Regions from separate parts of the Pan troglodytes genome. Here region 2 is linked to region 1. The links are chromatin contacts, called in public Hi-C maps. All regions are on one chromosome and are shown on one strand. The core of a region is the stretch at or near the end of the contact, and the rest is flanking DNA. Distances in the headings are between cores, read along the strand shown. Region 1 has its middle 97 kb from the start of MALT1-AS1. Region 2 has its middle 42 kb from the start of OACYL.

Region 1 (2,700 bases), core at 82-2,581:
GAAAAATTGAGGCAAGAGAGGAAACTCTGGGGCTGGGCGAGGTGGCTCACGCCTGTAATCCCAGCACTGTGAGAGGCCAAGACAGGCAGATCATCTGAGGTCAAGAGTTCAAGACCAGTCTGGCCAACATGGTGAAACCCCATCTCTACTAAAAATACAAAAAAATTAGCCAGGCATGGTAGTGTGCAGCTGTAATCCCAGCTACTTGGGAGGCTGAGGCAGGAGAACTGCTTGAACCTGGGAGGCGGAGGTTACAACCAGCAGAGATCGCACCACTGTACTCCAGTCTGGGCGACAGAGCAAGACTCCATCTTAAAAAAAAAAAAAAGAGAGAGAGAGAGAGAGGAAACTCGGCCAAGGTCAGACAGCTAGCAAATAGTAGAGCGGGGAAAGGACTCCGGCTGTGTGGCTCCAGAGCGCAAGGCCTCTCGTCTCGACAGGAAGATGACAGACATAAGAGACCATAATGCTGGGGGTTAAAAGGTGGAAGAGAAGCAGGAACCAGATCTGAAGGCCTTTGTATTTCATGCTGAGTTTTGTAATGACCCTCTTGGCAATTGGCAGACTTTGAAGGAGGTCAGGCCAGGGCATGACAGAATCAGATTAATGTTCTGGAAAGATCTGTCTGGCTGCAGAGTCAGACGGGAATGAATGGTCTGGAGGCGGGAGGGCCCTTCAGAGCCTCTTGCAACAAAGAGGGACTGATAGTGGGCAGGCGCCTACACCTCTGCTTTGGAAAGGAAATGGGGCAGGTGGCAATGTCGGAAAAGGAGCCCAGGACGGCACAGCCTGCAGGAGCCGCAGCCGCCCCATGGGGACAGTTCGAGCTCACCTGGTCCCTAGGCAAGAGAGCACAGTCCTGGCCACCTAGCCCAGAGGGCATGATGGGCCCAGCGAGAAACCCTGGGGCCCCCGCGCGGGGACTGCTCAAAGTCCGCACGGGGGCCTTGGGAGCTGGATGCACCCCTTAGAGGACCCCGGCTTTGTGGGCCCCAGCCTGGCCTTGGGTCTCCCTTCGCCTTCTGAGCTCGGGGCCGGCCGGGAGCTGGGTACCCAGCAGAGGGCAGCACAGGCTTGCGTTCGTCCCGGTCTGAGCGCCGTCTGCACCTGCCCGGGGCCCTGCAGCTGCGCAGCGCAGGGAAGCAGTGGTGCGCTCTCACCCACCCGCGAGCTCCCACGCACATCCAGGTCCTCCCCGTCCAGCTCGTGGCTCCATACAATACCTAGAAGGCCTGGGGGCCCTCAGGAAGACCGAGGGACAGCAGCCAGGGCGGCTGGGATGACAGCCAGACTCGGGCATGCATCAACAGGCCAGGACAAGTGGCGGGCTCCCTCCTCTCCCATGCCCACGCCTGTGATGCTGCCAAAGGGCAGAGAAATATCAAAAAGCTCCACCGAATCTCCTAGGAGGGAGGCCCCTGCCTTGAGAACAGTCAACCAGATACCCATCTGGGGCCCCTGGGGCAGGGAGCAGGGCACGGAAGCAAAAGCGTTTAGATTCTAGCGGAGTTTTGAAAACTACCCACCCAGCAGGGAAAAACAAAAAGGACTGAAATCCTGGCAGGGAGCTTCCCTGACTCTGGCCTCTCCAAATTGGATGTCAAATCATGAATAGAGGTCCCTAGGTCCCTCCTACTCTAGTTTTTTGTTTTTATAATTGCGGCTTTTTTAACTATTATTTTTAATTCTTGTAAAACATAACATTTGCCATGTTAACCATTTTTAAGTACACAGTTCTATTTTGCATCGTTCCCACTCTCAATTTTTACTGGGATTTCTCACGTACAGAATGAGACACTGAGAAACACTATAAGGAAAAGACAGACCTGGAGACTGAGGAAAGTACATTGGGAATTCTAAGGTGGGCGTGAGAGGTTTTGCAGCCGCTGTGCCTTACGAACTTTCCAGGGCACCTCTGTCCTGAGGGCTTCCACTCTGTACATCCATCATGCCACCCTCCACGCCCTCCCCATACACAGCCCAGAGAGAACCCATGGCTCAACTGGGAGTGGTCAGTGAGCACCCCAAAGGGATCCCTGCCCATATTCAGAAACGGGAACAAGGCTATTCGAAAACTTTGCAATGTTATGGCAGAAATAATCTTTGCAGGATGTAAATGAAAAGTTCCAAGCAATTACGACAAATTTTTGAGCAATTAATGCACTGGGTCTTTAGCCTTCAATGAGCTGGAAAGCTGAGCAAGACAGAACTTGAACCCCTAATAATTATAACAGCTAATACTTACAGAGCGCTATGAGCCTGGCACGGTGCTAACCATTTTACTCATTCAGGTCTTTGCAGTGGAAATGCTGCTATTATCCCCGTTTTACAGAGGAGAAAATCAAAGCCCTGAGGGCTAGCTGGCTTGCTCAAGGTCACAGGGGAAGTAAATGGTGGGGCCTGGATTTGGACCCAGGCAGACTGGCTCCAATAACATGCCTTATGATGGCACCCTTTCCTGATGCCGTGCTGGGAGCTGTATAGACTGAGCCAGTTCCCACTCTGGGAGGCTCAGAAGCTTGTGGAAGGGTGAGTCTGCTAATTTTTTTCTTGGTTTTGGTTTGAGATGGGGTCTCACACTGTCACCCAGGCTGGAGCGCAGTGGTGCAATCATGGCTCACTGCAGCCTCAAACTCCCAGGGTCAAGCCATCCTCCCACCTCAGCCTCCAGAGTAGCTGGGACTACAGGTGCATGCCACC
Region 2 (2,783 bases), core at 148-2,647, 280 kb after region 1:
TGTGGAGTGAAGTGAGCCACGTGGACAGTGGGAGGAATGAGGTCAGAGATGGGCGGAGGCTGCCCTAAGGACTCTCCCTGTTGTTCTGAGACATAAACCTCTGAAGGGTCCCAGCAAGGGAGTGGCATGGGCAGATTTACATCTTGCAAGACTCACTCTGGCTGCAGGGCAGAGAATGGCTGCAAGGGCCAGATAGGGGGAGACTATTTGGGAGCTATTGCAAGTTATAAGAAAATCCCCAAACCCAACTTCTAGGGGTAAGTCAGGACAGAGATTATCTAACAGGAAAGGAAGAGAGTAAAGCTCTAGAACTGTAGAACTGCCTGGTTATGTCAACTAGCAGCTACATTTTAAAAATTAGGGGTTTTTTTTTTTATACCTTGTGATAAAAATGTCTAACTATAACAGAAGCTTATAACTAAAATAAAGGGTCCCCCTTCTAGTCTCACTCCCCCCAGGACACCTGTATTTAACAGTTTCTTAGGAATTCTTGCAGAATCTTTCCATGTATTTATAAGCACTGTTCTTCTCCTGCACGCATAGGATTGCAGTATATACTTCACTGTTTGTACGTGGTGTTTTCATTTATAATACAGAATTGGCCTATTTCTCTATAAGCACACAAGGACCCACATCCCTGATGTTAAAGGTTATCAGTATGGCAGAGTGGGGTACCATTATGTATTTAACTTGTCCCCATTAGTGGGCATGGAGCTAATGTCCAAATTCTTTGCTGTCTTAGACAATGGGACAATCTCTATATATTTTTGTGCACTTGTATAGACATGTTTGTGGGCTAAATTCCTACAAGTGGAATGGGGGGTTTTGGGCATTTAACATTTTAATGTGCATTTTCCAATTTACCTTCCCACCCACCAGGTATGAGAATCCCTGCTTCTCACCCCTCCACTACACTGGCCAGTATCCCACATTTTAATCTTTGAAAACCCACTTTGACTTTTATTCTCTTGGAAACTTGGACAAAAATGTAGCACGTGTATATTTTAGGGTGGTTTAGATATTTCAAACTGTTTTCTTGTTAGATTTTCAAAAAATCTTAGAAAGCAGAAACCCTCATTTCCCTTTTAGAGGAGAGGAAAGAGGAGACATTACATGATTTTCTCAGTGTGAAAAGTTTAGATGAGCTTGCTACTCAAGGCGTGGCCCACCCAACAGCCTGCAGACTCCAAGTCTGCATTTTAACAAGCACCCTGGGGAGGGGGGATTTGGCAGAGGTGAGGGATGCTGCCTGGAGTGGGGGGCAGGGGAATGCTCCCTTCTGCTCTCCTTCTGAAGGGAACAGCGCTGGCTACTTTCCCCGGGGAGGGGAGGTGACAGATGGTGGGAAGGATGATCAAAAAGGCGGGGCCGGAGGCGTGTAGGGGCAGCTGCAGGGCAGCATGGTCAGATGGCAAACATGGCAGGACCCAGGGCCTAGGACCCAGGGAGGCTGTTGCCTGAGCAAACCTGCAGGCGAGCTGATCTGGGAAGCTGTGTCTTGACAGAGTTGCCTGCCTTTTCTGTATGACATTGATCAACAATTCCACTCCCTCTCCTAGAATGCCTACCGCCCTCCCACCCACCGGACACTCTCCATGTAGGACGTTCTCATTGTGGGGAGAACAGGGGAATCAATGGTCTCCGTCCCCGGGTGCAGACCAGAGGCTTGGTGCTGAGCCCCTCTCTGCTGGGGATGTACCTCTAAGTGCAGACGCTCCAAGTCCTGCCAGTTCCCATCTGTGAGCACCACCCCAGCCCCCACCCTCTCACCTAGGTGTCTGGAGGTACTGCTGGGCCATTGTTCTGCCCTAGTTGAGCCAAAACTACCCTGGATTTTTAGCTATATTCTTTTAGAAGAGGGCTCTGACCCCAGCCCATGCAGAATCCATGCCAGTATTGTATGCGCCTCCAGGCTGCAATCTCATTTCTAAACTCTAAACCCACACTGTCCAGCAAATAGCCACCAGGTAAGTGGCTAAGTGAGATGTGCTATGTGTGCAAAGCCCACATTGGGCTCTGAAGACTCAGTAAAAGGGAAAAGAATGTCAAATAGCTTATTAACAATGTTTCATATTGGGTACGTGTTTGTAATGATAATATTTTGGATATATTGGTCTAAATAAATAATATTAAAATGAGTTGTACCTATTTCTTTTTACCTTTTAAACTGTGGCTGCTGGAAAGTGTAAAACTGGGGGCAGCTGTGCTTGCATCCTGTTTCTGTTGAACAGCGCTGGTCTAGACACCTTATTCCTGATTCTTCCCCTTTGTAGCTGCTTCAGATCTTGCTTGGAGGAGGTAGGGCGTGAAGGAAGGGAGAAATGAAGCAAGGGAGGGAGGGAAGGAAGAAAGAGTTTTTCATCTTGTGAGGCTATGTGGAAAGAACATGAACCAGTGTCAGATCTTGGTACTGCTATGTGGTTGGTGACCTTGGGCAAGTCACCCTATCTTCTCTTAGCTATAATTTCTTCATAAAATGGAGGTCATAGCTACCTTGCAGGATTGTTTTGAGGTTTAGAAATCTCTAGCAGGCTCCTCCCACAGTGGTTGGCCTATATGACTTGCTCAATAAATAACAGTATTTTTAGTGGAACATGGTGGCATGCGCCTGCAGTTCTAGCTAATTGGGAGGTTGAGGTGAGAGGATCGCTTGAGCCCAGGAGGTGGAAGTCAGGGCCGTAGTGAGTGAGACCCTGTCTCTTAAAAAAAGAGAAATAAATAGCAGTATTTTTGCAGCAGTAGCACCTGAGCCAGTACATGATAGGTGCTCAGTAAGTGATCTG

What was found. A called contact is a pair of places that touch in the nucleus more often than the background predicts.
Region 2: a Hi-C map of induced pluripotent stem cells shows a contact between it and region 1, with 5 times the contacts expected there. The contact joins two enhancer-like sites. A contact is called at or near these places in 3 of 7 Hi-C or Micro-C datasets (induced pluripotent stem cells and stem cell-derived neural progenitor cells) and 1 of 1 other capture datasets (stem cell-derived neural stem cells).

The regions. Positions count from the first base shown.
Region 1 is chr17:68,831,335-68,834,034 of NHGRI_mPanTro3-v2.0_pri, forward strand. No RefSeq gene overlaps it. Among named protein-coding and RNA genes, the nearest start is that of MALT1-AS1, 97 kb to the left of the region's middle. Within about 2 kb of position 1,332, at least 13 of the 24 cell types and tissues checked have an H3K27ac peak or open chromatin away from gene starts, as enhancers often do. A contact at or near this core is called in induced pluripotent stem cells and stem cell-derived neural stem cells, where this site is marked.
Region 2 is chr17:69,115,229-69,118,011 of NHGRI_mPanTro3-v2.0_pri, forward strand. No RefSeq gene overlaps it. Among named protein-coding and RNA genes, the nearest start is that of OACYL, 42 kb to the left of the region's middle. Within about 2 kb of position 1,398, at least 5 of the 24 cell types and tissues checked have an H3K27ac peak or open chromatin away from gene starts, as enhancers often do. A contact at or near this core is called in induced pluripotent stem cells and stem cell-derived neural stem cells, where this site is marked.